Linked DNA regions of Sus scrofa: all the other regions are linked to region 1. A link is a contact called in public Hi-C data. All regions are on one chromosome and are shown on one strand. Each heading gives the region's core, a stretch centred on a gene start, on an enhancer-like site or on the middle of the called end of the contact. The rest is flanking DNA. Distances are from core to core; before and after follow the strand shown. Region 1 holds the start of THBS1 (thrombospondin 1). Region 2 has its middle 420 kb from the start of THBS1. Region 3 has its middle 340 kb from the start of THBS1. Region 4 has its middle 300 kb from the start of THBS1.

Region 1 (8,000 bases), core at 2,246-4,745:
TAGAACATGATGATACTTGGTTGCTCCTTAGGTTCTTAAAATTACCAAGAAAAATGCTGACTATTTCCAGCATTTTAAAAAAAACTCCTACACAAAATACAGCCCATCTTGCTTCTCTATTCTAAATACACAAAATTTCTCTCTCAACTATCTCATTCACCCCAATCACCTGCAGGTTTTAAACTACCTATTACTGACAGTCCTTTCCTCCTATTTACTAGTAATGTTTTTAGGTCAATCCCACATCCAATTAGGGGGAAATTGGAGGGAAAAAAAAAAGGGAAATCCTATAAAATGATATATGCATTACAATTTTATTTTAAATACATAATCCTCAAGGATGGAAACTTGGCAAAGAGAGGACCGGACCCTCTCCCCGGAAGGCCCATCCCTTGGGTCTGTGTCAGATTATTGGCCTGAAATCCCAGCAATTACAGGTCGAGGGTATACACACAAGAGGGGTATGCCTGCATTAAAAGACAGAGGTTTTCTTTCTCTTTTCCCATCCCCCTTCTCCAAAAACTTCCTAGAGTATTTAGGTTCTAGGGAATATTTTCAGCAGATGTTGACTAGTGGGGTTGCAGGAGAGTTCCTATTAGTTTCCCAGACACCCCCACCCCACCTCACCCCACCCCGCTGCAATCCCTCCTTCCCACCAGAAAAACTGGAGCACTATTCACAATAGCCAAGATATGGAAACAACCTAAATGTCCTTCAACAGATGACTGGATTACAAAGATATGATACATACAGACAGTGAACTACTACTCAGCCATAAAAACAAATAATGCCATTTGCAGCAACATGGATACAATTAGAGATTTTCATACAAAGTGAAGTAAGTCAGAAAGAGAAAGACAAATACCATATGATATCACTTAAATCTGGAATCTAAAATATGGCACAAATGAACCTATCTATAGAATGGAAACAGACTCACAGACAGAGAACAGACTTGTGGTTGCCAAGGGAGAGGGGGAGAGAGTGGGACGGACAGGGAGTTTGGGGTTAGTAGATGCAAACTACTACATTTAGAATGGATAGACAATGAGGTTCTACTATGTAGCACAGGGAACTATATCCAATCTCTTTGAATAAAATATGATGGAAAATAGCATGAGAAAAAGAATATATGTATATGATATGACTGGGACACTACACTGAAGAGCAGAAATTGACACACTGTAAATCAACTACACCCTAATAAAAATAAAATTTAAAAAAAGAAAAAAGAAAAACAGGAGTACCATGACTTGGGCCGGGCCTTTGTGTTGGAGATAAGTAACTCCTATACATCTGTCAGCATTCTCTGACAAGAAAGCTCTTCCCTGCCACTCATCCGGTCACCTTCCTATTTGTAAGACTTGTAAAAGGTTACATTTCTTCTCCTTGTTTTGTGAGAAGAAGCCAAGTTCCAAGAAAACGCCAAGGGATTCCTACAGTCCCTTGGTCCCAGAAGTGGCTAGCCTGAAGGGCATTCCAGTTGCTCTATCCATGAAACTAAGACTCAGGAGATGAGCGTTTTATAAAAGGAGAGAGCAGTATCCTGCTCTTGTGGGCCCCGTGTGGCCCTCAAGCCCTCCACTCATCTGTATAAAATTGGCAAGTGGGCCAGAGGAACAGGGGGCCATCGGCTGCCCATCCTCTGAAAACTGTTCCTAAGTACCTGATACTATGAGCAGCAAGTAGGAAAAAAAAAAGTCACCTTTCAAGACGCAAACAGGATTTTAGGGAAGGTAAAGGGAGGGAGAGGGACGGGTATGGCTGCTGACTCGGGAATCTTCAGATCTGTTTGGCTGAATCATTACCTATGACTTCCCCTGCAGGAATCTGATTTGACTAATCATCCGACGAAGACTTCTTTCTCCCTCCCAGCATGTGAAATTCATTTGACTGTTAGGTTAAGTTATTACTTCAGCAACAAACAAACAAGAGTTTTGGGAACATACTTGTCATCTTCTAGAGGTGCTTGCTGTATATTGAGTAACTAAAAAACACTCTGTCCCCCACATGGCCCTTGTCACACAACACTCCCACACAAGAAAAGTGAAACTGCTGTTTGACGAATGTAAACTCTTGGGTGTTTCCAGCCCGTTAGGAGTCCAGCCAGGTGTGAGTGCTAAGGAGGGAAGTGAACCCCAGGGCTTTCCCTGGCTTGTGGCTGAGATCCTTATTTGGTGAAGTTACTACCTGTTCCCTGGGTCTGGGGGCCAGCCTCATGTGCTGGATCACAGCAGGGGAAGTGTGGCTGCTGACGTCCCAGCCCAAGAGATGAATGGAATTCCAAGCAGCTGGAGTCATGCTGGCTTGGGACCGGTGGCTTGGACACTAGATTTCCAATGACAGAAGCATGCAGCGGCAGCGCTCATGGCAATTGGTGCACCCACAGAAATGTAACCCACATCTCGGTTTCGGGAGCCGAAAAAATGAAAAGAACTTTGGGGTTGAAAAAAAAAGGGGGAAATAAAATGATAGGCAGAGGGTAATTTATGACTCTATGGGTCTGTTCTGTAAATAGTTCAAGACCCTGGAGCCAGATGGTGCTGCAAACCCTCCAAGCAGGAGTCACGTTAAGAAGCACGAGTGGGCACAAAAACTGTTTTTCAAGACACAATTTCAATTTTGGCTTGAGAGAAGTGGTAAAGAGCAAGTTTCCTTAACATTCCTGACTGAAAAGAAGCCATTTGCTCGCGTCCCCTAGATCAGAATTCGCATACCGCCCCCAAGCGGCCCGCTGTGGAAGCGCCGCAGCACTTGTGAGAAGAGACTTTTCTTCGCGGGAACTCGAGCGGCAAGCAGCTGCAGAAACGCTGCCCCGACGCGCGGTGGGAAGGCGAGCCCCATCCGTGGCCTGCTGGCCGGTGCGATACCGCACTCACGTCCCTCGAGGGGCAGGCAGGAGACAGAGTGGGAGGAGGGCAGGAGCGCGGCGCGAAGCTGACCGCGTGGTCCGCAAGTACCCAAGATGGATGGACAAGGGTCAACAAATACCCAACTCTTTCAAAGACTGGTCCCCTCTTGGTCCCATTTACCATGTCGGGCTTATTTTTTTCCATAAAATGGGCTCGATATCCAACAAGTGTCCACCCTTAGCCATCGCACAGGCATTCAAGGGAACAGGTTCCCCAACCCCCCGCTTGGGATCTCGGGTGGGTGGCCAGAGCCTCGTCCGCCCGGTATGAGCACACTGAGGACATCGGCCCGAGCGGCGCCACAGCCAAAGTGCTGAGTCCGTGAGCGCCAAGGCCGCGTGGGCGGGCACCTATTTTTCTGAGAAGTTCCAGTGCTTCTCGGCCCCGACACCCACCGCCCCCCTTCACCTTCTAACTGGAAAGTTGTGCGCCAGGCAGCGGGGGGCGGAGAGAGGAACCCAGACTGGCCCCCCTCCCGCTTCCTGCCCGGCCGCATCCTATTGGCTAGAGGAAACCCCAGGAATGTGAGCGCCCCTTTAAAAACCCGCGGCTCCGCCGCCTCACCAGCCACTGCACCCGGGCCGGCCGGCAAGCGCACTCCCCGGCGAATCTCCCTGCGCAGCCTCTGATACCGCGGCCTCCCGGGCGCACCGCTCTCCCCGCGCCTCTCCAGCGTTCCTCCGGTCGCTGTGTCCTTGCTTCCAGTCCCAGCTGCTGCACCCGTTTCCACACAGGTAAGGAGTCCCTGGGCGGCCGCCGAGGTCCAGTTCTGCCCTGGCCATACACCTGAAGCTACAGACTTTAGCTCCTGGCAGACCCCGGATCTCACACTTTTTGCCTTCCCCATCCTGAACCTCTCAGCCGCTGGAGGACTCTTCTCACGAAGAGCTTCAGAGCGATCTTCTCCAGCCTTGGGATTCAAAACCCAAATCGCCAGGGACACCCCAAGATTTTGTTCTTTTCCTCAAGTCCTTCCTAAACCTTTCTAAAAGTCCTCTAGAAAAATCTCTGCACCTTCATGCTGTCCCAGCTCCCCAAACTACATCTCCTGGTCCTGCTACTTACCTCACCTTCCCAAGGAAAAGCCCCCCCCGCCGCCCCCGGCTGCCTGTTATTGGTCTTGCCCCTACCACCACCTGAAAACCACAGTCTCCTCCCCTCAACTCCCTCATTTTCTTCCTTATGCTTTCTCCAGAGTCAATACTGTTGCCCCTCATTCCACCAAATGTGGGGGCCACGGGGCGGGGGGGCGTGTCCCTGAGGCTCTGGCCCCATGCCCAGCCAGTTTTGCTCACCCTCATTGATGGGCGGCCTCTGACCTGGGTTCTCTGTGCTTCCTGCTGCAGGCTCTCTGTTGGGCACAAACGCTCCACCATGGGGCTGGCCTGGGGACTCAGTGTCCTGTTTCTGTTGCATGTGTGTGGCTCCAACCGCATTCCAGGTAAGTCTGTATGATACCTTTTGAGGGGGGAGGGAAGAGGAGAAGGGAGGTCTGGTTACCCCAGGTGTGCCTCTTCCCGAGCCCTGGCTGAACCTCAGGATGCAGGTTCCCTCTGACCTGGTGTTGATTAAGCCCTTTCAGTGGCTGCAGGGAGTTTTCACCCCTGTCTTTCTGCCCCACCGGCCAGAGCTGAACCCCTACCTCCACCGCCCCCACCTAGAGGGCCCTGCTCACAGTGCTTCCTCCTCTTGTCTAACAGAGTCTGGGGGAGACAACAGCGTCTTTGACATCTTTGAACTCACCGGGGCTGCCCGAAAGGGCTCTGGGCGCCGACTAGTGAAGGGTCCTGACCCTTCCAGCCCAGCTTTCCGCATTGAGGATGCCAACCTGATCCCCCCTGTCCCTGATGACAAGTTCCAAGACCTAGTGGATGCTGTGCGAGCAGAGAAAGGTTTCCTCCTCCTGGCCTCCCTGAGGCAAATGAAGAAGACCCGGGGCACGCTGCTGGCCGTGGAGCGGAAAGACCATTCTGGCCAGGTCTTCAGCGTGGTCTCCAACGGCAAGGCGGGCACCCTGGACCTGAGCCTGACCGTGCAGGGGAAGCAGCAGGTGGTGTCAGTGGAGGAAGCCCTCCTGGCCACTGGTCAGTGGAAGAGCATCACCCTATTTGTGCAGGAGGACAGGGCCCAGCTGTACATCGACTGCGAGAAGATGGAGAATGCCGAGCTGGACGTTCCCATCCAAAGCATCTTCACCAGGGACCTGGCCAGCATCGCCAATCTCCGCATCGCAAAAGGAGGTGTCAATGACAATTTTCAGGTGAGGCTTCTTCCATTCCTGGTCCACAGGGCCGACTGCTAGGTAGCTGACTTGCCGAGAGGGCGGTGACAGGAGAGACCAGGGTTCCAGTAACAGGAAATACTGCCTGTGTGCACTAAAGCAGTGGTTCCCACTGTAGGTAGGGATGGGACCTAATAATTTGCATTTCTAACAAGTTCCAGGGTGAGGCTGGTATTGGTGTTCTGGGGACCAGACTTTGAAAACCACTGATGGAAACAAGAAACGGTTTTCCTCTAACAGCCTGTTCAAATCTTAAATACTCCTTATGCTCTTCTCAAAAAAGAACTTATTTCAGATGCATTCCACCAATTATAATATAACTTGAAGTGGATACTCACCACTTTGCTCTTTGATTCCTCATGGGGATGTAACCGGTCTCAAAAGGTTAAAATCACAGCTCTTTGCTGCTGCTTCTTCCTTGCTTAAATGTCTAGATCTTTGTAACTGTGGCTTTGAAACTCCCACATTTAACTCTTTGACACAGGAGAGTGTCATTATATCCTCCCGTCTTGGTATCAGGTTCCATTTCCTCTGTACCCAAGTAAGCTGGTAACTGAATTCTTTGTAAAACACTGACGACTTGGCAGAAGATACAAAAGGGAGTTCATTTAAACTTTTAGAGCATTGTGTGTTTTGCCTAGCATAAACAGTCTGCCCCCACCCTACTGACCCCCTGCCCCCCCACCCAACATTCTGCAAGCAATGTGTGTCCTCTGCCCACAGGGGGTGCTGCAAAACGTGAGGTTTGTCTTTGGAACCACACCAGAAGACATCCTCAGGAACAAAGGTTGCTCCAGCTGTAAGTATCCTATTTTTTTAGGGCACATGTAGAAACTGGGGCATTTCTACCTAAAACAAGCTGAGAAACTTAAGCAGTGGTGGTTGTGCATAAATTACACTGAGTAAAATAGTTAAGAGGTATACAAACATGACTCAAACAGCATTCCACACATCCATATCCCCTTCACCTCCAGCCCTTTCCCCAAATGAAATGTCTTTTATGATTAAAAACCCCAGGGATGGGCCAGTGAGAGCATCTGTTTGGAGATCTACAACTTTCCTCATTGCATTCCGTTGTTTCTTGGCAGCTACCAATGTCCTTCTCACCCTGGACAACAATGTGGTGAATGGGTCCAGCCCCGCCATCCGCACCAACTACATTGGCCACAAGACGAAGGATCTGCAAGCCATCTGCGGCATCTCCTGTGATGAGCTGTCCAGCATGGTCCTGGAGCTCAGGGGCCTGCGCACCATTGTGACCACGCTGCAGGACAGCATCCGCAAAGTGGTCAGTGGCCCTCGCCCCCGCCTGTTAGCATGAGCCCCTGAATGTGTATCACTAATGATGCCAACGATGGAAGTGAAATTGGACAGTAACAACCTTTTTCCTCTTTTCAGACTGAAGAGAACAAAGAGTTGGCCAGTGAGCTGAGGAGGCCCCCCCTCTGCTACCACAACGGAGTCCAGTATAGGAATAACGAGGAGTGGACAGTGGACAGCTGCACTGAGTGTCGTTGTCAGGTAAGTGGTCTCTACAGACAGAAACTCTAATCCATGACACATCTGAAGCCACAGGCTGTGGGGAAAGATCCAGATGGCCACACAGGCTCTTTTTATGTTCCGTGGCCTGATCCCAAAGTGGTGCCTTTTTTTTTTTTTTTTTTTTTTTTTTTTTAAGGTCTAGTTATGACCTTTATAAAATCCTTAAATACTCAATGTGTTTCAACCCCGGGCTAATTATACCCCAGGCTAGGTATCTGAAAGGCCATATCTATCCACTAAACCGTCTAAATAACTTGCCTGCTTTAGTTCAAGGGCTAAGTGTTGGATGTCAGGTAAGTAAAACCTAGTGGAGGACCTCTCCTGTGGTGCAGCAGGCTAAGGATCTGACGTTGTCACTGAAGTGACTCTGGTCGCTGCTGTGGGCATGGGTTTGATCTCCAGCCTGGGAAATTCCACATGCTGTGGGCATAGCCAAAAAAAAAAAAAAAAGCCTAGTGGAAACTTTTTTCCTCACCCCTGATTTGTATTCAGCTATGACAAGTAGATGCTCTTAATACAGTACTGATTGCTGTTGAAATCACTTAGCCCAACATCTGAGCTATAACATACCTAGCTCAGATGGCACTGCCTACAGTGTGTGTATCCATCTAGCTGTGCCTAATGGCAGGAACAGGGAGGTTTGAGGGAATTACCTAGCTCATTGAGTAAAGTCAAACTTAAAACAAATCATGGATTGGGGAACCAAAATTTACTAAATTCCCATTCTTGTCCAGTATAATCTAAAGCTAGAGCTATTCCTGAGAAAACAAAATGCTCATTGATCTTTCCCCCATAAAAATAAAATGTTTAAATTTTAAGGTCCTTCCTGGATGAGTTTTATGAGTTTGAATTCAGACACAGAGTGATAGATCTGACCCATAATGTGTGGTGGTTCCCATTGGATAAATTCTTAATGCTCCTGTGCATGAAGAAATGACTAAGTGGCAATTAAGAAAGAACTCTCCGAGGGATGGAGTGACAAGCAACTAGCACTAGAACTGTCTCTACATTGTTGATGGCTGCCAACATGACAGAGGCAGATCTTGTATTAAAATCATTCCACTAGAGCACTTACAACCCTGACCACGTTTACTTTTGTAATTGAAATGTGACAGTTTGTCAGCTTTTGCTTGCAGTATGCCTAGTAACCTATTTCTCTGTCACTCTTGCCCGGCAGAACTCAGTTACCATCTGCAAAAAAGTGTCCTGCCCCATCATGCCCTGCTCTAATGCCACAGTTCCTGATGGAGAATGCTGCCCTCGGT
Region 2 (8,000 bases), core at 2,494-4,993, 420 kb before region 1:
CATGGAAGCAACCTAAATGTCCAACAACAGATGACTGGATAAAGATGATGTGGCACACACAAACACACACACACACACACATACATACATACACACACAGAGAAATATTACTCATCCATAAAAAAGAAAGAAATAATGCTATTTGCAGCAACATGGATAGACCTAGAGATTATCAATCACACTAAGTGCAGTAATCCATAGAAATACAAATATCACATAATATTGCTTATATGTGTAATCTAGAAATGGATAAAAATGACCTTATTTACAAAACAGAAGTAGACTCGCAGACATAGAAAACAACATATGGCTACCAAAGGGAGTGGGGAAGGGAAAAATTAGGAGTTTGGAATGAACATATACACACTACTATATATAAAATAGATAAACAAAAAGGAACTACAAATAGCACAGGGAACTATACTCAATATCTTATAATAATCTATAAGGGAAAATAATCTGAAAAAGAATATATATCTGATTCACTTTGCGGTGTACCTGAAAGTAACACACAGTCTTAATCAACTATATTTCAATTTTTTAAAAAGTCTATTAGTTTAATCAAAGATAGAATTAGCACATCAGGTATTTGTTCCATTGTTGCTTTGGGGTGATTTCTGGGAGATGGAGAAATGTCCAATTTTATCCTATTAAAACTAGGCATGAGTGATTTTTCAAAAATTCTGCAGCTACTTGTATTTCTTTTTTTGTTAATTATATGTTCATATTCCTGATCATTTCTTTTTTACCTTTAGGTATATTCTTTTAGTAATCAAAAAAATTGAAAATTAATAAAATATTTTTCTCCAAGAAGAGTGGCAATGACCATGATGTGAGCAGCAAAGTCAGAGCTAATAGGAAGATGCAGCCTTTAGTCTAATGGGATATGTAGTCTTTGTAATATTACCAGTGGAGTCTGTAGCCTAAGTCGAAGGCCTAAGTCTGTGAGAATTCACTGCGCTAATCCTTGGGCCCAGCTCATCAACTAATTTATTTTAGGTGCCATTTGAGAAGTACAAGGAAAGAGTGAGAAACAGGAAAAGGTAAGTGTCCCTGAGTAATCTTTAAAATCATTGCTTATTCATATATATATATGATTGGGTCACTTTTCTGTACAGCAGAAATTGGCACAACAATGTAAATCAACTATAATTTTTTTAAAAGTTTTTTAAAAAAACAAAACAATAACAAAAAGTAGCAAAAAAAGACACATGTGCCCCTGCCTTCACTGCAGCACTATTTACAACAGCCAAGACATGGAAGCAACCTAATGTCCATCAACAGAGGAGTGGATAAAGAAGATGAGGTACATATACACAATGGAATACTACTCAGCCATGAAAAAGAATGAAATGTGCAGAAACGTGGATGGACTCAGAGATTATCATATTGAGTGAAGTAACTAGGACAAAGACAAATATCATATGCTATAACTTATATGTGGAATTTAATGAAATGATACAAAATAACTTATTTATAAAACAGAAACAAACTCACAGATTTCAAAACAAATCTTATGGTTACCATAGATGAAAACACTGGGGGAGGGAAGAATTGGGAGGGGTGGGAATAACATATACACACTACTGTACAAAACAGATGATTAACAAGAATCTACTGTATAGCACAGGGAAATCGACTCAATGGTTTGTAATAACCTATATGGGAAAAATGGTTATATTTATATGTATGACTAATTAAGTTTGCTGTACACCTGAAACTAATACAACATTGTAAGTCAATTATACTCTAATACAATTAAATTTTTAAAAAAGAAAAAAATAAATAAATAAAATAAAATAAAATTCCTTTATAGCATCTGCTTTCTTCTCTTTTCCTTACTGTCTTCCCATCATCAACAGGATTGTCAGGGCCCACTGCTTTGTCATAGGAAGTTGAAGAAAATAACTAAATACAATTTATTTTAATTTGGAATGACCTGAAGCTTACATACACTCAGAGCTAGTGTTTAATATCTTTTCTGCCTGGTTATTCAGCCTATGGAAAAGGTGAGACAAATAAAAACAAAAATAGGCTCCTGCTGCATATGCACACAGATATCAGTGAGCTGAGGTGTATATGAAATAATGCTACTTTCCTCTTTATACTTTTATAAAGTATAAAACAGTCATTTCAGCCAAAGTTAAATAAATCAAATCATTGACCACAATATAGATATACTGCAAATCACTTTGTATCTCTACACACATGCATTTTTCAAGCAAGCATGGGGTTGAGTTCAACTTTTCTCATGCTCATTATAGATTGGGAGAAGACATAAATTGGGAATAAATTGGGAAGAAGGCACTTAAATAGCTAAATTTTATGTTAATATAAATAGTTTCTATATGTATAAATTAAATAACTAAATATTTAAATTTAATTATTATGGATTATCCAAAATTCTCATTATATTACCTCAATTAAGACTATTATAAGACTGGTTATAGGACTGTTACTTTTTACTGATACCACAATGCCATAAATTACTGAAGTGTTTATATTTAAACAGAAAAACACAATGTTGTAATTTTACAATTTCGAGATCTTGAAAACAGATAGTAAACAGTATTATCAATCACCTCCAGGCAGTGAGAAGGGAATGAGGAAAAAAAGAATAGGATAGTGTGATAATTCTCAAAAACTTAAATAAATAGATAGATTAATCACATTATTTCCTGCTTAAATGTTTGTTCTGGAGACAAGCACCCTGTTTACATATGGTTAATACACCATGAAAAGACAGTCTATAATCTAAACTACTGCAGATCCTGCCTACTTGATGAATATTGCCAGACATTAAGTGATTTTGAAGTAGTTGGATTTTCCTCTCTAATGTCAAAATCAGTTTGGCAAAACTTGGAAAAAATGTAATGAAAAGCAGAGGAAGATACTCCCAAAATTATGTAAAAATGCATTTGGAAGATAGCTTGGGTTATTCATGATAAAAAGCTTCAGAAAAATTAACCTTTGTATTACGAAAAACACTTGGAAAATATTTTTGAAATTTTGGTGACACTCCGTTCTTCGTGAAGAAAATTAATCATAGTATTGGTGGAGTGGAAAACACAAGGGAATTTTCAATGAAATGTTTTCTTTCTTTTTTACTGATGCAATATTTGAAATGGGAGCACAGGGCATATTTCTAAGCAAAGCAATTGTCAGCTAGCATGCCTCTTTTCAGCAAATCACCTGTGGTCCTTCTGAACAAATAATTGAGGACATCAAATTAAAAGACATGAACTTGGTCTCTGTTTCCAATTGAATTATGGTCTTCATTATTGAGTAAATAATTCAGAAGTCTTTTGCATGTTCTTCATGCGTCCTTCCTCTTTTCCAACAAGACACTTATCCAGGAAAAAAGGTTAAGAGCCTTTGTAGGGGTCACATGGAATCCAGATCAGAGCTGGGACCAGAGCCCACAGCATCTCCCTCCTGGCTTGGAGGCTACCTCTGGGTCACATCACCTGACTTGTTTTTCTTAAGCTCTCCGATCTCTAACTTGGTAGCATGGGAAAACTGTTCTGGTTATCACAGCTGGAAACAGCAACTCACTTCTGTGTGACAGGATCTTGGCCAAGCAGAAGCTAAAACATGGCAATGACTTCTATCTAAAGGTAATGACTGCTGGCTGTAATTCATGAGTTCCACACCACCACTCCCCTGCTCTGGCCTAGGCACTATCCATTTGAGGTTCCCTTGGTCTGTTGTGCCTGTAGGACAGAACCTCTATGGGATAGAGTTCAAGAACTTGACATCCTGGTTCAAGGAGCAGTCCTCAGGGAGAAAAGTCATGCAGCAGGACTGAGACAAGCTTTGGACACAGAAGCAAACCAACCAAGAAGACTTGGACAAATACTATTTACAAATTGAGCAACACTCCTACTGGTCATGCTATCGATGACTAATACACCCAAGTTTGTGTGGGTGCCTCAGAATCATCCCTCAGAGCAACATAGAGTGATTTCTTATTCCTGCCCACTAGTTTTTTCCATGACCTTTTCTCTGATGCTCACCAATACATGGCCAATCACACTAATTTGTGGAAAATGAGGTATGGAGGGGTAAGTGAATATTCAAATTGGCATTTCAGCTATAGAAATGAGTTAGAACCAAAAGGTATGATTTCAAGTCAAAAAACTGCCCTTAGTCTTTAAAAAAAAATTGATTAATTATATGGTCATGCCCAGAGCATACAGAAGTTCCCAGGTCAGGGAACGAACCTAAGCCACATCAGTGACAATGCTAGATCCTTAACCACTAGGCTACCAGGGAACTCCTGTCCTTAGTCTTTAAGTTCAGTTGTTTTTTTTTTTTCTTTTGTGCCAGTAGTACATGTCCTTCAGGAAACAGAAGAAAAAGAAAAGTTCAAGATTGACACTCTTCTTCTTGTACACAGCCAATTCTCCCTTTCTCTTGCTCTCTTACCACCTTCTTTCCTCCCTTTTCCCCTCTTCCTCATACACTCTCTCCATTCATTTATTCACTGATTCTTTCCATAAACAGTCATTAAATCCCAGATGATAGTCTAGATGCTTGAATTCATCAGTGATCAAAGTAGACAGAAATCCTTGCCTTCATGAAGTTTACATTCTCCTTTTTCCTGCATGTTTAATTAGCAGTGCTGACAGAGGTCAGGGATTCCTAATAGTACCTGTGCTGTCATTCTGGTCCTCAAGTGCTATCCTTCTTTCATGACACCTGCATTTTCTCTGCTTGGAGGTGAGGGGCATGCATAGGGTGGGAAAGGAGAGCTGCACCTCAGCACTGCAGACTGAGGGATAAAAAATTCTCAATCCTGCGAAAGGACAACACAACCAAACTAAACCCAAGTGCAACATCATAGTCCAGGTAGGCTTTCCAGTCCTCCAGATTTGAGGTTAAGTTGGAGGTTATTGGTATAATTCTATGCAGCATTAAGAGAAAAGGATAGGATTCCAAGTCACATAGAACTGGGCAAGTGTTTTAGTTCTGTGGTTGGGGGAAAGTCAAGTACCCTGTTTAGATCTTAGTATCCTCAACTCTTAAATGAATTCAACATAATTTATTTTGTGGGTTCTATCATTATTTTTTAATTAATTAATTCAATGAGTATTTATTAAGCCCTGATTTTGTACCAGGCACTGCTGTCAATATTGGAGATATAACGGTAAAGAGACGAAAATTTCTTTCCCTCATAGAGCTTACATGGAGAGAACACTGTCCACTACCATAGAAATCTTAGAGTCATCCTATGTCTCAATAACAATAACTGAAACAAAGACTATGCAGAAATGTTTGTAAAGCACTATCAAAATTAGCATACACCCACGACAGACATCTTCATCATGTTCTACCTTGACTTCTACACGGATGAACTCAACCAGGCCGAGCTCAACAGGGAAAAGAGCTTGAGTGAGTGATATTTTTCATACACCATGGATAACATGCATAACATCACCTACTCCTGCCTGGAAAGATGCTGCACATGTGTAAGTAAGAGAAAACAAAGTATTAACTAGTTATGATGGTTTCTGCTGGGTGTTCACTGAAGCAGATTGTCTGAGAGAGGAATCAGCCTAGGGAAGGCTTTGGGGTTGGGTGACAGCTGAGGTCATCCTGTGCCCAGGACATCTAATTCCTCCACTGGGAGATACTGTCTTCCACAGCCCCTTTCTTTAAAACCTGAATTTCTCAACTTCTCTTTGAAGTTGATTCACATTTTTTCAAACCTTAAAAACCATGCCCAAAAGAATGCTTGCTACAAAATTAATGAATGTGTGTCTCTATCTGATCAGTCAGGTTACTGAAAAGCCCTTGACATGATATTGAGTTGAATTAAAATTGCAGAGTTTTCTTCATCATTGAGTCACTTAGAAAGAAAGAAAAGGAGTTAGTCTGAAAAGATTAGTTTTCACAAGGCCATTTAAGTAACTACCAGAATTTTGCCAGAATCTTCACTAGTTCCTAAATAGACAATATGAGTTATCTTTATCTTTTTAAAAAAGGATTTTCTGGTTATATTCTATTTTATTTATTTATTTATTTATTTATTTATTTATTTATTTATTTATTTATTATATCTTCCTTTTACAGCTTTACCTGTGGCATATGGAAGTTCCCAGGTCAGGGGTTGAATCAGAGCTGCAGCTGCCAGTCTATACCACAGCCGTGGCAATACAAGATCTGAGCCTGATACAGGATCATACATGCCAGATACTTAACCCACTGAACAATAGGCCAGGTATCAAACCCAAATTTTCAAGGATACTATGTTGGATTCTTAAGATGCTGAGCCATGATGGGAACTCCTGGTTATACTCTAGCTTAAATTAAGAAGTAGATAAGGTAGATGTTACAAATAAATATTATGAACATGAAAAGATGCTCAACATCACTAATTATTAGAGATATGCAAATCAAAACTACAATGAGATATCACCTCATACCAATCAGAAAGGCCATTATCAAAAAGTCTGCAAACAATAAATGCTGAAAAGGGTGTGGAGAAAAGGGAACCCTCCTACACCATTGGTAGCAATATAAATTGGTACAACAGCTATGGAGAAGAGCATGGAGGTTCCTCAAAAAACTAAATATAGAACTACCATATGATCTAGCAATTCCACTCCTGGGCATCTATCCAGGGAAAACCATAATTTGAAAAGACACATGAATCCCAATGTTCATTGCAGCACTATTTACAATAGCCAAGATATGGAAGCAACCCAAAGGTCCATCCACAAATGAGTGGATAAAGAAAATGTGGTACATATATACAATGGAATATTACTCAGCCATAAAAAGAAATGAAACAATGCCATTTCCAGCAACATGAATGGAGCTAGAGATTATCATACTAAGTGAAATAAGCCAGACAGAGAAAGACATTTGTTATATGAAACCACTTATATGTGGAATATAATAAAAATGATACAAAAGAACTTATTTATAAAATAGAAACAAATTCGCAGATTTCAAAATCAAACTATGATTACTGAAGGGAAATTGTAGAGGAGAGGATAGATTGGGAGGATGAGATTAACACATATACACTGCTATATATAAAATAGAAAACTTCAAGGACCTATTGTATAGCACAGGGAGGTCTACTCAATGTTCTGTAAAATTCTATATGGAAAAAAGTTACATATGTTATATATGTATAACTGATTTACTTTACTGTACATCTGAAACTAATACAACATTGTAAGTCAACTATACTTCAATAAAATGATAAAAAATAAAATATTATGAGAAATTATCATCACTTTGGAATTTATATAAATTCTAAGAGTAATGAGTAATGAACCTACCCTATGTAATCTATGAATTCCATTTGGTGCCTAAGACTTAACGTGTCATGAAACTCAACTGATGTGAATGCAGAGTATTTATCCTGAGTTATTTTTCAAACACTATTCTCCTACTTCATTAGGCTTATTCATTTTTTCATTCCAAATATCACTCTCTCTATATCTCTGAAGACTTAAGAACTCCAAGAAAGCAAAAATATTTTGTTGTTGTTTTGTTCACTGCTATATTTCCAAAGCTTAAAACAATGCCTGGTAGACAGTAAATGCTCAGCATTCATTGACTGTTGAATGAGTTTGGATTTCTAACTTAAGATAATGATAGCTAATATTTAGCACTTTGTATGCTCAAACACTTTTCTAGGAAATTGACACATTAATTTATTTTATCCTCAAAATAATAAACCTCAGAGACACAGAGTGGTTGCAAATTTGTCCAAGTTTAGAGACAGAAGCAGAATTTGAATGCAGGTAGTCTGGCCCTAAGTTTCTGTTCTTAACTACTGAGTTAGTTAAGTTTCTGCTATTAACTCTCTGAGTTGGGGTAATTTTTTTAAATTAAGGCATCCTCAATTTTATATTTAAAAATCATATTATTATTAAATTAATAGCATTCTTTTATGCATTTAATATATATTTATAAAACCCAAAAGGTACAAAGAGGTGTAAACCTACATATCTCCTTCCTCACTCTGTCCTTTAGCCAAT
Region 3 (8,000 bases), core at 2,464-4,963, 340 kb before region 1:
TGAGCAAATGTCATTTAAATAGAGAAAAGAGGAAGATCAATTACCCCAAATTACTTCAGATTAGATCTTAGTCAGAACCCCTCCCCAGAGTGAAATTAGCTTCCCATTGGATTCAGGGTCAAGGTTGGAACCCACAGTCCAGGGATGACAGGCTCTCAGCAAAGACTGAAAAGCATCATTAACATCAAGCAGCCCTTCTTTGTCTTTTTCCCCTTCATCCTTCTTTGAACTCCTGGTTTTGCTTATGTTTCTCTGAAATCCTTAGAAAAATTCCTTTTAAAATAAGTGGGCATCTGACTCATTGGCCTACTTCCTCTGTTTTCCACCCAAGTGGTAAACAATGGGCTCTTTTCAAATGCGTTCTGCCTGTAAGCTGGGAACCTGCGTGCAGACAAGCTCATTGGTTGCAGGGCAGACTGCCAGATTCATGCTCTCTTCTGCTCACCTTCTGGGCTCTGCTTCTCAGTAATAAGGGCCACTTGACAAAATGCAAAACATTCTCATGGTCCTATGATAGAAGTTCACTGTCTCCTTCTCCCCTAGGCCCCCAGTGGAAACCACCCTAAATTCTCATGTCAGTGCCTTTGAGAACAGCCTTTCAAAAGATAACAGAAACAATGACAGGAGGTATCAGGTCCTAGTCATGTGATTTTTTCCATAAGGACTACCATGTTTTATTTATAATCATTTTAAATACTGTGTCCTCACTCTCCTCCTAGGTTTTTTAGTATGTAGATAGTGCTTGCTAGGGACGTGACAAGTTATGGAAAAACATAAGCCTAGTTTAAGACTTTGGGAACACAGCAAGTGGTGGTTGAATAGAGCAGTAGAATCAGACTGTAGAAAAGAGGAATAGGACAAAGCTTCGAGTTAAAAGGGAACTCATAGGACAAGAAAAACTGAATCCAAATGACAGAGCATAGCCAAAGAATATGAAAACATCAATTTGAAAAGATACATGCACTCCTATGTTCACCATGGCATTATTTACTATAGCCAAGATATGGAAACAATCTAAATGCCCATCAACAGAAGTGTGGACAAAAGGCAAGTGGTGTGTATGTATGTCTGTCTATCTGTGTGTATGTGCATATATATATATATAGTGAGAGAGAGAGAGACAGGGAGAGAGAAAGATAAAGAGAGGTAGAATGGACTACTACTCAGCCATAAGAATGAAATCTTAGCATTTGTGGCAATATGAATGGACCTTGAGGGTGTTGTGCCAAGTGAAATAATATATTTTATAGAAAATAGCTACATTTTCCAAAACCAAAACTACATTGTTTTATATTTTTGCAAGTTTCTTTATTGTCTGACTCAAAAGAAGACTAATTTTCATATCCACTTCTACAATCAATCTGTTCTACATTCAGTCTGTTGTGATATCATATGTCCTATAGGATCTGGAAAACACTGTCCACTTGTAAGAGAATAAGAATGAAAATGGCTATTTACTTCTTAGTGTTATTATGAAAATAAGCTTGACTCCTGAACCCTCTCTTTAGAGCTTTGGCAGGGACCTACAGGGATCCTGGTCTCTGCTTTGAGAAAACTCCATACTGTTTTCCATAGTGACTTTACCAACTCACATTCCCACCAGAATTGTAATATATTAAAAATATATAACGTGACTTTAATATACATATACATTACATTATGAAAGGATTCTAACAAATGAGTTAACACATCCATCACCTCAGTTACCTTGTTTTTTTGTGTTTTTTTGGTGATAACATTTGAATTGTACTCTCTTAGCAAATTTCAATCACATAATACAGTATTATCAACAAATTGACTATAATCACCATGTTATGCACTAGATCCTCAGACCTTATTAATCTTTTAATAAGGTTGTAACCTTTTATCAACCTCTCCCCCATCATCAGCCTCAGACAACCACACATTTTTATACACTGAGTGTGATTTTTTTTTAAGGTTCCTGGTATAAGTGATACCATGGAGTATTTGTTGTTCTCTTTCTGGCTTATCTCACTTAGCATAATGCCTTCCAGGTTCATCCCTGTTGTCACAAATGGCAGGATTTCCTTCTTTTTTAAGGGTGAATAATATTCCATTGTATACACAGACTGCATTTTATTTATCCATTCATCTGCCACTGGTTCCTTAGGTGGATTCTATACATTGGCTATTGTGAATAATGATGCAATGAATATGGGAGTACATCTATCTCTTAGAGATAATGATTTCACTTCCTTTGGATGGATACCCAGTAGCGGAAATGTTAGATCATATGGTGATCCTATTTTTAGTCTTTTGAGAAAGCTCCTTATGGTTTTCCATAGTGACTTAACCAGCTCACATTCCCACCAATGGGGTACAAGTGTTCCTTGTTTCTACACCCTTGCCAGCATTTATTTAATCTGATCTTAAATTTCAGATTTGAAAGGATGTCTTTCCCGACCTCAAAGAATAGGTTGGGTGCTCTTGTTCTCTGTTCCTATAAAAATTCCCTCTATGTTTCTCTCAAAACTTTCACCACGCCTCTAATCTAACCAATAATTTGCACAAGAACAGACCATGCCATCTTTATTCACAGTGAATTGCCAGTGCTTAACCCATATAGCAGGGTTAAGAGAATTTTTGTAGAAGAGAGGAAGACATGGAGGGACTAAGAGAAAGAGAGAGAGAGGGAGACCATCAGACACAGGGACACAACTTTCTGACAACTGCTGCTTTCCTTCAGCAGGATGTACACATATATATAACTTTCCACAGCAGGCAGATGCAGCCCTGAGTTCCATTTCCCTCTGAAAAAGCTTGAGAGAGAGAGGTGGGTAAAAGGCTGGGAGTGAGGAGACAGAGATGAGACAGTATAAAGTAACAGTTAGGAGCACATGTGCTGGAACCTTCCATTAACATAATCACTTGACAGGGCAGACTAAGTATCTACAACCTTCCAGGCATTCTTTGAGGCATTTGGGAACAAAATAGAGAAGTTATGACCTCAAGGAGCTTCATTCAGATGTGAACTCAACTCCAGCTTCCCCCTTTGAAAAAGGGTTGCCTTGGATTAGTTACTTAATCCCCCTTGCTTCATGTGCCTCAGCTGTTAAATGTGAACAAGACTTAGAAGTTTCTGGATGAGAACTAAATAAAAGCATCACTAAAATGTGCCTAATATAATGTACTCTATAATGTACCTAATAGGTATTTGATAAACGAAAATCTTTCTGGTGGCAACTCATATTCCAAAACTGAATATTTCAAAGTTGATTTATTCATATATGTAAAGACTGCAATCCTAGAGACCAGAAACCAGTCATTTACAGGATATCATTTTGATAGCTGGAGGGTGTTTACTTAGGGTCCCACCATAAAGAAGTACCTCTGGCTCCCTCCACACTTCAGAAGGCACCTGTATATTTTTTGGGGGGGCATGTCCATGGCATGCAGAAGTTGCTGGGCTAGGGATCAAACCCACACCATAGCAGTAACCAGAACCACAGCAGTGACAACACCAGATCCTTGAGCCACTGAACCACCAGGAACATCAGCACCTGGATGTATTCATGTTGTTCCATAATAATAGAGAATAAAACTATACAAGGTACTATCACAGTATTGAGCAATGTAGTCCTTCAAGGCAGGCTTTCTTTCCCATAGACTCTCTTCTATAATTATGCTGGAAGCACAAGACCACTTTAAGGAAAATATTCAGAGCCATCTATTTGTAACTTGACTATCTGCCACATGATTCATCATGTACCACAACATAGTGTTACTGAGATTTCTAATCCCGCCTCTGACTGAGTGTGGCTTAACCTACAAAATAGCATTACTAGGAGAGAGAAAAACTTTAGATTGGAATCTTTGATTTTTGTTTTCTCTGGCCACCTCCTTTTGGTAGCTTCTCTACAGTTAGGACAACTCTGAAGAAGTGAAATTAGAGGAAGAAAGAAAAGGGTTGTCCTATCAACTGATTTTGCTATATATTAGCAGCCTGGTAAAAACATTTGGAGTTAGAGAGTATTTTAAACATGGGATGAGATAAAGTTTGGGAATAACTTGTGTGGATTTAATTTCCTCAGACTACTCCCATTGTTTCTTAGCAGGAAATATTCATGAGTCAATGTCCAGAATCATAGTTGTTATTCAAGAGATGTAGGTTTAAAAGGAGGTTTGATGCTGTAGCATACCTCACTAAGTCAGACTCTTCAAGTTGAAGAGCAGAGTGATGGCTGAAGGGACTGAAACACATTTGGCTTTAGAATGTGTCAGGAAGACTGAAAGCTTCCATGTGGAAGTGAAATTCATTATTGGCAAGCACAGTGATGGGACACCCCAGAGGACAGAGCTTCAATGAATTGGTAGACCTCTGAAGCTAACTCCATGGCCTGGTTTGATCTTAAAGTCATTGTCTTGGATAATCCTCCCAAATCTGTTCCTACACTTAAGAGCCTCTCAACACATGACTGAGCTCTCCCTCTCAGGTTCTTTTACATGGACCTGTCAGAGGAGATGTCCAGCAAACACAGATATCATGTCAAGTCATCCAACAGATGTCCCTTTCAAATGAACTGGAGCAGAACCAACTATATGGAGAAGTCATAAGCAAGGATACACGCAACATGAGGATTTTCAGCAGACTGACATAGCTCTTTGGACAGAAAATGTAGTCTCTTGGGTGGAACACAAGCCATCCAGAGTGAAGGAGCAGCAGAAAACTGACTCTTGCCCCAACTGGGGCTTACACTGCCTTACAGGAGAGGCAGAAGGATGTTTTACAGCCTACACCCGTCATCATCTCAACAAAGTAGGCTTCAATTTCCTAGCTGTGTGAAATAACAATTTTTAATAACTTGGATAAAAGGATGTAGGAGAGAGAAACCCAGCGTCCAGCCCCACTGGAGCTGGTGACTCACTCACCATACTGGGAGGGGGTGGGCTGGAGCTATCAGATCTCTATTTCTGATTTCCCCCTTCACTGGCATCAGAGGATTTTATTGCAGGAAAACTAATACCTGACTGTGTTCCAAGTGCTAAATAAGAGCATCCCAGGCTGGTTCCAGGCCACCAGGAGGTTTGGGGTCACCAAGTCACAGACTATAAATTTGAATAGTTGATGATTTTTGCAGGTGACTGGGTGAACAAAGGAAAACCCAGGAGATACAAGAAGGTAGAAACTAGGAAATTTCTCATTTGAATTATTTAGCATATTTCACTGTGATGGTCCTCAATGTAAAAGAACTGCAAGCCCTTCAAATGAAGTTACTGAGTTTATGTTTGGGGCCTACAGTAGCATAGGAAACAACCTCACTAATACTGACAAAGCACTTCAAGGCACCAGGAAAAAAGGCCAATTTTTTGAAAGGGTATTTTTGTTGCTATTGTTTTTATCATCCAAATGGGCAATTAATCCTGTTTTAAAAATCAAAATACCAAATTGACACTGCCTGCCTCTGATTTAATTTTATTCTAGCAACAACCCAGAATTTATTGGGAACCTTCTATGTGTAAGGCACTATGTTAGGCATTAGGAATATATTATTTAATAATGTATTGTCCCTTGCTTCAAGGAATCTTCATCATATGAACAAATCTTTGTTTTTGCTACACCCATGGCATGTGGAAGTTCCCAGGCCAGGTTTCAAACTCGCACCACAGCAGCGACCCGAGCCACTAAAGTGACAATGCCAATCCTTAACGAGCTGCACCACAAGGGATTTCTCAATTGAACAACTTTATCATGCATTTATATGTTGAAATTATCAGAGCACTTAGCTCAAACTAGGGTTTAGATTAAACTTTGTAGAGGAGATCTTGGCTTAGCTGAGTTGTAAAGGTTGTGGAGATAAGTGTTCACATTTTTTGATAGTTGTGGCCTCATACAAAAAGAAAGAAAGAGAGGAGACGGGATTAAGATGTTGGAATAGAAGGACTGGAACTCAACTCCTCTCATAAAAACAAAAAAATTACAACCAAATGCTGAGCGATTTTCAACCAAATGGACTGGAAACTTTCATAAAGATATCCTACTCCAGAAGACAAAGAGGAGGCCGCATCAAGAGGTAGGAGGGGCAATTTCATGATATAAGCAATCCCATACATCCCAGGTGGGAAGCCCACAGACTGGAAAGTAACTGTATCACAGAGACTCACCTACAGGAGTGAGAGTTCTGAGCCGCATGTCAAATCCCCATGCCTGGGGATTTGGCATTGGAGAAAGAGCCCCTAGAGCATCTGACATTGAAGGCCAGTGGGGCTTGTGAGCAGGAGCTCCATGGGACTGGGGGAAACAGAGACCCCATTCTTGAAGGCACAAATAGACTTTCATGTGCAATGGGTCCCAGAGCAAAACAAAGTCTCCACAGAAATCTGGGTCAGACCTGATTGCAGTTCTTGGAGTATCTCCTGGGAAAACAGTGGTGACTGTGGTTTGTTGTCAGGGAAGGATATTGAAGAGAAAGAAAGAGAAATCTCTCTCACTTCATCAGGTTAGGATACAGCAAAAAGGTGGCCATTTGCAAGCCAGGGAGGATACAGAATCTGGCCATGAAGACCCCCTGATCACTTATTTCCAGCCTGCAGAACTGTAGAAAAATTAACTTCTGTTGTTAAGCCACCAGTCTATGTTTTCCTATGTCCGAGTAAATTAATAAAGAGGACCATTTTATAAGAACAGTCTATGAGATTTGAAGGGGTTATTAGGATATGTGGTAAGTAAAGTTGATTATTCCAGGGACCTATTTGCTAAAACCTAGTATACAGGTCCAACCACAGTGGCATATAGTATACTTTCCCACAGCTATGCCATTACTACTCCAACAGGATGAGGGCAATAAGCCTGAGCAAATTCAGGGGGTAGAACAGTCAAATACTGGACAAATGGACATGACCTTTGTGGTTACGGGGTTTGGCGTAACACCTGTCACTGACACATAAGTGTCAATGCTGCTTATTCCTTTCCTTGGTAATGGCCACAGATGTTTCCATAACAGGTGTGTTTGCTTCCCTTGCATGGTTTGGCCAGCCACATCACACGCAGTGTTCTTACTGAGTCAACTTTTCTATTCAGGCAAAGTAAGTAGAAAAATGAGACAACGGCCCAGATAATTTGATTCAGGGAAGCGGGGAAGTGATATTACTTAGTTGCTTCTGGGATGCTTGAATGTACATTTGGCAGGGAATGAAGGAATTACCAAATAATAAAGAATGTATGTTTCTCAAATCTTTTATAATTTTTTAATTCTTTCACTCCTTTTTATTTTGTTCCTGGATAGGAGAATCAGAACAGAACAATGGACATTATATTCCATGAAAAATACATCAGCAAGCTAAGGCTTGGAAGGTAAAGCAGTATGGTGATGATGAACATAGTATTGGAATTCAACTTGACTGCTAAATTCATGATCTTAGCTAAATCCTTAACCTACCACTCTCATGATTCTACCAAGAATTTTTATTATTTAATATTTTCCATGAATCCAGTGAAAAGTTCTAGCAATTGTTTAACTTTATATCATGTGATTTACATTCCTACTATAAGACAACTTTGTGGTTAATTAGGAAATTTAGAGACCTTTGTCTTTTAATCATCACGTATCAAAATATAACCTTTCAGGAAACCTGAATTTAAAATGTGCACACATTTCTAGATGCCTCTTTAAAGAGTAACACAGGATTGTGAAAAGTCATATGTAACCCTAATAAAAGGTTGTACACCACATAATTCCCTCTAAGAAAAGAACTACATTCAAAGAGAGAGTCTGCTGGGTGTAATTAAAAGCGTTTCAAAGTTTTACATTTTACGAAGGATGGTAAGTAGAGGGGTTTACACCCTTAGTGCAGAAAAAGCATCTTGAAGTTATCTTTCTGATTATGGGCCATACTTGTATTATGCTTATGAATTATCTATTTCTATATTCATATGACCCTAGAATTTCACTTTTCAATGATGTAGCAAGTGTGATTTTTAAATAATGTTTTAAGATAAGAATCTATCTAGGTGTCCAGAGAAGTTGCTGGCCAAGAGTACA
Region 4 (8,000 bases), core at 3,328-5,827, 300 kb before region 1:
TTTTCATATATTTGGTCAAAACTATCCAAAAATGTCTATATAGACATGACCTTTAACATATATACATATATTAATTTTATTTCAAACTTTTGAGCGATTCATTTAAATATACCTTAGTAAAAAGGGTAATAACACAAGCTTAACAGTAAAAAGTTTTAATTGGATGAAGAGGAAATTTTTTGTTTGTTTAATTCCTTCAACCAAACAAAAAACCTATAAGGAGACTCTGTTGCCCCACTGCACTGGAAGCTTTGGAAAATTTTAAAAAGATCTTAGGAGATTTTTAACTTAGAAGAGAAATATTTTAATGCCTAAGACCCAAGGATGTGAAGACATGAGAAAACTGAAGCTGTTTCTTTGTTTGGATTCAGATACTTTTTTTTCTGAGATCTATTTGGAACTGACAAGGTGAATGAGTGGCCCTGCTGGTCTGGTGGTTACACGATCCTATGCAAAATGCAGATGGCAGGAGAAATCATTCCCCATATGCTTTGACTTGGACCATCCTCTGTGCTCTCTGCAGAAAGGGATTATTCCATCAAACTCTGTGGTCAGTGGCAAAACGATTTGTTGAACTGCCCCAAAGCACAGAGCCTGGCCTACTGATGAATTGACAACTCAAGGGGTCAAGCAAATGATTTTGTGTTTTCTTCCCAGGAAAACGAAATTTAATTCTGGAATGCAGATGGGCCTATTATGGAAACTGAAATCTAAGCTGGTAAAAGATGAGTGACTATAACCCTGAAGTGACAGAATCATGAAATACAAGGGGGAATGGTATTCTGGGATCCAAATACACAGCCAGAAACAGACTTGTCACAACTCATTTGTGTGAGGCCAAGCTTTGCTGGGTACTTAAGTAGAAGCAAAACCTTGGCTATGTGTTCCCTTCTGGAAAGTCACCCCAGCTCCAGAGACATGGTTGTCTAATACTAAATCTTCTTCAAGAAAATAAAGTGAGAAAGGATCACTGCATTGATTTCCAATTAAATGCTTACAGCACACCCAGAACCAACAAACACTGTGTCCAGAATTTAAAACATTCACAAAGCAAACACAGGCCGTTTGACATACTTCTTCAAGGTGTTGGCCTTCTGGAAATCGTGGGGAATGTTATGACAAGAATCAAAGTCAGAAGCATATGTAGCATCCACACACAAACACACACACCTTTTTTATTAACCAGACTTAGAACATTCCCAGAATCTTTGGAGGGCAGATACAGAGGACAGTGGATGAGGAAGTGAAAGGTTAGGTGAAGTCCATCTACGTATTCATGGAGAAGGGTAGAAAATCAGAGCTCATCAAGCAACACTTTTTTTTTTTTTTTTTTTTTTTTTTGGTCTTAACACACTTTAATCCCTTGTTAGGTTTTGAGTTCGGAGTACAAACATCAACCACACTCTCCATGAAATACTGCTATCAGGAGAACTTTATGCCTCCATTTAGAACTTAAGAAGATCATGGGTTTGTCATGAGGCTCTGTACTATCTTGAAAAGCATAACATCTTAGCAGGTACAAAGTCTAAGCCACTTGCATATTAGTCCATTTCTCATACCCAGTCTCACCAGAGAGAACTGTTGGACCTTCCCCTCACTGCCTCCAAGGAGGATAAAGTTACAATTATTCCTTTGAGGATCCTGGAAAATCAAAGAAAAAACAACTAGAAGTTAAATGAAATTAGAAGCTATCCTTAGAGTGAAGGACATGAAATACTTCACTACCAGGGATTTCAACCTTTCCAGGGATCATCGAACCCCAAATGAAATCTAAATCCAAAGCCACCTGACAATTCTATTTTTCAAATGTGATGATAGTTTATATCTTTGTTCACACATGACTTCCAATTTTGAGGACTTCTGAGAAGAAAAGAGTGATACAAAACACAACATGGACAGGGAATGAAAAGTACCTTGGACACTGCATTTTGAACATGCAAACCCAGGAGATGCCAGGTCCTGACACTCCATATTTCTTTCTTTGATCTGACCCTTCAAACATGATCCACGTACTGGAAATTTCTTCAGTGTCCCTGGTAAGCTTCAAAGTAAACCACTGATTGGCCCCAGTATCTCCACATTGGCTTTCCCCCATTGCTTTTACGTATGAAAAATTTAAAAGAAAAAAAAAAAGAAATGAAAACTTAGGTGGGCATTTTTACATGTGGTTTTCATACTGTCCCTTAATCACTCAGTTTGAAAGTAAATTGCAGAGGAAAGAGAGGTTAAAGTGCTTGGGTTGGGATGACAGCTTTAGACTCCTATAAGCCAACATTAATGTGTAGAGTATTTAATACAATTCTGGAACATCTGCAGGGCAGCTGTCTTATGTGGACCAAGTTCACAGTAACCTTTCATTACATGTCACCACAGAATGAAAAACAGATATGGGGGTGTGACTGGTGTGTGTATGCATGCATATGCGTGTATGTGTGTGTGTGTGTGTGTGTGTGTGTGTGTGTGTGTGCGTGTGTGTGTGTGTGATTTGTAGGAAATCTAATTGATCTGGCTTAAACTGAAAACAATGACAAATAATTTGAACCTGTTTTTAAAATACAATTATGATTACTCACCAGGGATACGCTGAGTAATTATTAATGACTCAATAAGGTTGTTTTTCTCCACGTATTATGTTGGAAAAGAGAAATTCAGACAATGGTCTTGAAGGCAAGATGAAACAACTACATAATTCAAATATCCAACTAAGCTGGAAAAGCCTGGCTGACCTGAAGAATGAACCTTTCTGAGTGCCTGCTCAGGGTCTTGTGGTACATCTCAGTTCCTTTCTGCACCCTCAGTCTTGCCCTCGCTGTGGGCAGAGGTTCACCACTGGAGACCACATCTTGGCTTTCACCCTCTATTACAGCTTGCAGCCATAGAACTCTGTTTCTTCTCCTGATTCTTTCCAGCTGATCATTGAACAGAGACAGTGCCCCCCAAACGCCCACTCACTACTTTTAGAATGATCAGAACCCTTCTTTTAACTGTGTTCTGTGGACATTTTCTATGAGCTGCTAATTCTCATTCTATGAGAAAAGAATTCCATGCTCTACTAAATGCGGGAAATACCAAGTTAAATAGGATGCCTTACTATAGGACTTCTCAAAGCGTTTAATTTGCCAAGGTATATAATGGATCCAGGAGGAATAAAACAGGTTTGGTCCAGTTGGCTTTTTCCCTGGGGTTTAAATAACATTTTTCAAATTCATAAAACAAAATTGTCTTGGTTTTATTTTTTTCCTACCACTCAAAATATTTGAAAGTTTGAGTCAGCACTCAGAGATAATAGGCGATGCATTTATTCACCTCTGCAAAGCATCCTTCATCTTCTACTTAAAGGATTCTATGGAAAAATGAGAAGAGAGTTCATCCACTTTTGAGGAATTTGAAATATTAATACTCAAGCTCTTTCTGTAAATTTGCAACTCATTGCTATTTTGTTCATGCTGATTCTTTTTGAAATTATTTTTATTTTTCTTCCCTTTTTTCTATTCGACTGCTGTCACTTGCTGTTACTAACAAGTAAGAAAAATGTCTTTTGAAGACTTACTACTATCAACTATGTCAAGAATGGCAGGGCATACCTAGGCAATGTCACCAAAATAAAAAGGAAAGGTACAAATCTACTAAATGCTTAGACTATGAGTCAATCCAGATTAAGTGCCTCGAGTTGAACCAAGCAGGGGTGGAAATGACTAAAGTAAAAGACAGCCAAGCTACTGATAGTAAATTACAGCTGGAAATGAAATTAAACTCTTAAATTCAAGGTTTTGATCATTTGTTTTGAGGTGAGTGTGTGTGTGTTATTATGTAAAGGGTATAGGTTTGGAGGTAAGGCTTTCAATGGATAAAGAAACAAACAAGCTAGAAATTTTCAGTAAAATAAATGGAAAGTGGAGAGTGTATCCAGATGGAAAAATAAAAAATTAAAATTTAGTTTAAAAACAACCTAAGGGATCCAAAGGTCTGTAAAAGGAATAGTCTATGACTGGAGAACATGTCTAAGAAATACATAACTTCATCACTATGCAGATTGTACAATATTTCTTATGCAGCCTAATAAATGTACCCAAAGATAGCATTCTAAGCTACACAGAAAATACCAAAGCCCAGACATACTTCAATGCCAGTCTCTGGGCAGGCTGGCCTAAGGCAAGATATTCTGGAACACCTGGTTGGCTGGCAGACTTTCCTTGACGGCAGCATTTGGGGACCAAACAGGCATTTATTTCAGCCTCTCTGATCCCTTCATATGGTAAAGAAGCAATCAAAGAATACTGGCTTTATTTATTTATTTTTTTTTTTTTGGCTTTACTTTTTAAAGCATTGGTTTTGATCCACCTAAAAGGAAATGGTGGGGCGGGGGAGGAGGAGGGAAGGGGAGTAATGTGTTTCACAGCTTCAAATCAAACACTGTTGGAAAAATGTCCAGAAAGCAATTCAAAGTGAAAATATTTGCTTTCTGGCTGAACGGTCAGTAGCTTTTTATTGCAAAATGGAAATAAACAGTGCTCCTCCTTTATACCAAAAAAGGGCAATCTACAAATAGCCCAAATCCCAAAATAAAGGTATTGCCCAACAGACTAGGACATGATTCACTAAGGTCTTGACTTCAGTTTCCTCAATGGTTACAGTACATAGATTGGCATGGGGTGGGGTTTTGATTAGTAAAAAGTCTCAAATATTCTGAGTCTATACCCTAAAAGGCTATGGCCAGTGGGATCTGTGACTTTCACTCTGTTTATTGGACAGATAACCTCTCTCCTTCGCAGTGCCCTGGGAGGCTAAAACCCAGATCCAGACCATATGCAATGACAATAATTGGAATTCACACTAAAGTTCACTTAAATGAGAGATGTTCCTGTGAAACTGTTCAACTCAAGGTCAGTAGCTTACAAAAGAGAGTGTGAATTTCATTTCTTTAATAATTAGCAATACTGAGCATTTTTTCATGTGCCTGTTGACCACCTGTATCTTTTCTTTGGAGAAATGTCTATTTAGGTGGTCTTTTGCCCATTTTTGGTTGTTTTTTCTTTTTTTTTTTTTTTTGCCGTTTTAGGGCTGTACCCATAGCACATGGAGGTTCACAGGTTGGGGAAGAACTAAAGCTACAGCCACCTGCCTATACCATAGCCACAGCAATGCAGGATCCAGACCACATCTGCAACCTATACCACTGCTCACGGCATGACAGGTCCCTGACCCACTGAGTGAGGTCAGGGATTGAACCCACATCCTTGTGGATACTAGTCAGATTCTTTTCCATTGCATCACAATAGGAACTTCCTGACTAGGTATTTTGTTTTAATATTAAGTTGTATGAGGTGTGTGTATATTTTGTAAATTAACCTCTTGTCAGTCACATCTTTTGCAAATTTTTCTCCCACTCTGTAGGTTGTCTTTTCATTTTGTATATAGTTTCCTTTGCTGCACAAAAGCTTTTAAGCTTAATTAGGTTGTTTATTTTTGTCTTTATTTTCATTAATCTAGGAAGTGGATCCCCAAAAAATATTGCTATGCTTTATGACAAGGAGTGTTCTGCCTATGGTCTCCTCTAAGAGTTTTAAATTATCCAGTATTACATTTAGGTTGTTTGTATATTTTGAGTTTATTTTTGTGTGTGGTGTTAGAAAATGTCCTAATTTCATTCTTTTCTATGTAGTTGCCCAGTTTTCCCAACACCACTTATTAAAGAAACTGTCTTTTCTCCATTGTATATTCTTGCCTCCTTTGTCACAGGTTAATTGAGCATAGATGCATGGATTTATTTCTGGGCTTCCTATCCAGTTCCATTAATCTTTAAGTTTGTTTTTGTACCAGTACCATATTGTTTTGGTTACTGTGGCTTTGTAGTATAGTCTGAGTTAGGGAGTATGATTCTTCCAGCTTTGCTCTTTCTCAAGACTGTTTTGGCTATTTGGAGTCTTTTGTGTTTCCATATAAATTTTAAGATTTTTTTTGTTCCAGTTTTGTGAAATATACCACCGGTAATTTGATAGGGATTGCACTGAATCTGTAGATTGCCTTGGGTAGTGCGGTCATTTCAACAGCACTGTTTCTTCCAACTTCCAGTTCAAGAGCACAATGCATCTTTCTTTTTTGCTTTTTTATTTTTTGGGGCCACATATGTGACATGTGGAAATTCCCAGGCTAGGGGTTGAATCAGAGCTGCAGCTTCTGGCCTATGCCACAGCCACAGCAACACAAGATTTGAGCTGTGTCTGTGACCTTTCTGCAACACTGGATATTTAACCCACTGAGCAAGCCCAAGGATCAAACCCAATCCTTATGGATACTAGTCAGTTTTGCTACCACTGAGCCACAACAGGAACTCCCTATCTTCCCATCTGTTTGTGTCACCTTCAATTTCTTTCTTTCATCAGTGTCTTATAACTTTCAGAGTACAGGTTTTTGCCTCCTTAGGTAGATTTATTCCTAGGTATTTTATTCTTTTTAATGTGATGGTAAATGGGATTGTTTCCTTAATTTTTTTTCTAAATTTTCATTGTTAGTGTTTAGAAATGCAAGAGATTTCTGTATATTACTTTTGTATCCTACAATTTTAGAAAATTCATTGATGAGCTCTGGTAGTTCTGAGGTAGTATCTTTAGGATTTTCTCTGTATAGTGTCATGTCATCTGCAGTGAGGTATCACCCTACACCAGTCAGAATGGCCATCATTAAAAAGTCTGCAAATAATAAACACTAGAGAAAGCATGGAGAAAAAGAACACTTATATACTGTTGGTGGGAATATAAGCTGTTGCCACCACTATGGAGAATAGTATGGAGGTTCCATTAAAAATAGAGGTACCATATGACCCTGCAAGCCCACAACTGAGCATATATCTGGAGAAAACCCTAATCTGAAAAGATACATGTACCCACTGCAGCACTATTTACAATGGCCAATACATGGAAACAACCTAAATGTCCATCAACAGAGAATCAGATAAAGATGTGGTACATATAGACAATGGACTATTACTCAGCCATAAAAAGGATGAAATAATGCCATTTGCAGCAACATGGATGGACCCAGAGATTATCACACTAAGTGAAGTCAAAAGAAAATATGATGTCGCCTCTATGTGGAATCCAAAATATGATACAAATGAACTTATTTATAAAACAGAAATAGATTCACAGACAGAGAAAACAAACTTCAGTTTTGGGGAAAGGTGAGGGAAGGGATAAATTAGGAGCTTGGGATTAACATATGTCCACTGCTATATATAAAATAGATAACAAACAAGGCCCTACTATATTGCACAGGGATCTCTACTCAACATTTTATAATAACCTATAACAGAAAATATCTTAAAAATTTATAATAATTTATACATTATATATTTGTTTTATATAATATATATTATATATATTCTTTACATATATATCTGAATCATTTTGCTGCATACTAGAAACAACACAACATTTTATATCACCTATACTTCAATTTAAAAAACATTTTTTTAAAAGAGAATGTGAAAAATAAACGTAAAATCAATAATGCTTATAATGAGGAGATAAGAGGTGATAAGCAGGAAGGAATAGTAACAATATTTACTCATTCACTCATGTGATAATGTATTGAATACCTATTGCAATGGGCAATGTGGATGAGAAGAATAAAAAATCACCACCTGGTAAGGAAGGCAGGGAGTCAAGATTTCCTATGTAAACATTGATGTTTTACATCTAAATAGCACTCAAAAGGTTTTAAAGCCTTTTCAGCCACAGTAATCTCACTTGGTCCTCATAACAACCATTAGATATAGATCAGGCAAGCAATATATGAGAATACAAAGTCAGAAAGGTTGAGTTTCTTTCCAACCTTCCACATATAAGTGTGAGAACTGAAATGTGAACTCTGGTCTCCTGTGCCCCTCTATCTATCTAGAAAACTAAAGTAAATTAGGTAGTAAAAAGTCTTTTCATGTTCAATCACTCCAATAACATCTGTCTCTTACTAGATCTCATACTCTACAAGTTCTCTCTTGT

The links. Hi-C and Micro-C count contacts between places; a contact is called where the count stands out from the background.
Region 2: a contact with region 1 is called in a Hi-C map of retroperitoneal adipose tissue, with 2.6 times the contacts expected there. The contact joins the enhancer-like site here to the promoter of THBS1 in region 1. A contact is called at or near these places in 4 of 5 promoter capture datasets (fetal liver, fetal skeletal muscle and liver), 11 of 47 Hi-C or Micro-C datasets (embryonic fibroblasts, epiblast stem cells, fetal heart ventricle and 7 more) and 1 of 2 datasets of contacts at active chromatin or transcription factors (skeletal muscle).
Region 3: a contact with region 1 is called in a Hi-C map of embryonic fibroblasts, with 3 times the contacts expected there. The contact joins the enhancer-like site here to the promoter of THBS1 in region 1. A contact is called at or near these places in 2 of 5 promoter capture datasets (fetal liver and liver), 2 of 47 Hi-C or Micro-C datasets (embryonic fibroblasts and mesenchymal stem cells) and 1 of 2 datasets of contacts at active chromatin or transcription factors (skeletal muscle).
Region 4: a Hi-C map of embryonic fibroblasts shows a contact between it and region 1, with 3 times the contacts expected there. The contact joins the enhancer-like site here to the promoter of THBS1 in region 1. A contact is called at or near these places in 3 of 5 promoter capture datasets (fetal liver and liver), 12 of 47 Hi-C or Micro-C datasets (alveolar macrophages, embryonic fibroblasts, epiblast stem cells and 7 more) and 1 of 2 datasets of contacts at active chromatin or transcription factors (skeletal muscle).

What each region holds. Positions count from the first base shown.
Region 1 is chr1:131,741,593-131,749,592 of Sscrofa11.1, reverse strand. THBS1 (thrombospondin 1) reads left to right here and starts at 3,495. Exons shown (of 22, transcript NM_001244536.1): 1 at 3,495-3,646; 2 at 4,259-4,353; 3 at 4,613-5,172; 4 at 5,917-5,992; 5 at 6,282-6,481; 6 at 6,592-6,714; 7 at 7,913-8,000. The coding sequence starts at 4,287.
Region 2 is chr1:132,163,789-132,171,788 of Sscrofa11.1, reverse strand. No RefSeq gene overlaps it. Among named protein-coding and RNA genes, the nearest start is that of THBS1, 420 kb to the right of the region's middle. Within about 2 kb of position 3,743, at least 10 of the 83 cell types and tissues checked have an H3K27ac peak or open chromatin away from gene starts, as enhancers often do. A contact at or near this core is called in mesenteric adipose tissue, retroperitoneal adipose tissue and skeletal muscle, where this site is marked.
Region 3 is chr1:132,081,579-132,089,578 of Sscrofa11.1, reverse strand. No RefSeq gene overlaps it. Among named protein-coding and RNA genes, the nearest start is that of THBS1, 340 kb to the right of the region's middle. Within about 2 kb of position 3,713, at least 3 of the 83 cell types and tissues checked have an H3K27ac peak or open chromatin away from gene starts, as enhancers often do. A contact at or near this core is called in embryonic fibroblasts, where this site is marked.
Region 4 is chr1:132,039,253-132,047,252 of Sscrofa11.1, reverse strand. No RefSeq gene overlaps it. Among named protein-coding and RNA genes, the nearest start is that of THBS1, 300 kb to the right of the region's middle. Within about 2 kb of position 4,577, at least 9 of the 83 cell types and tissues checked have an H3K27ac peak or open chromatin away from gene starts, as enhancers often do. A contact at or near this core is called in embryonic fibroblasts, where this site is marked.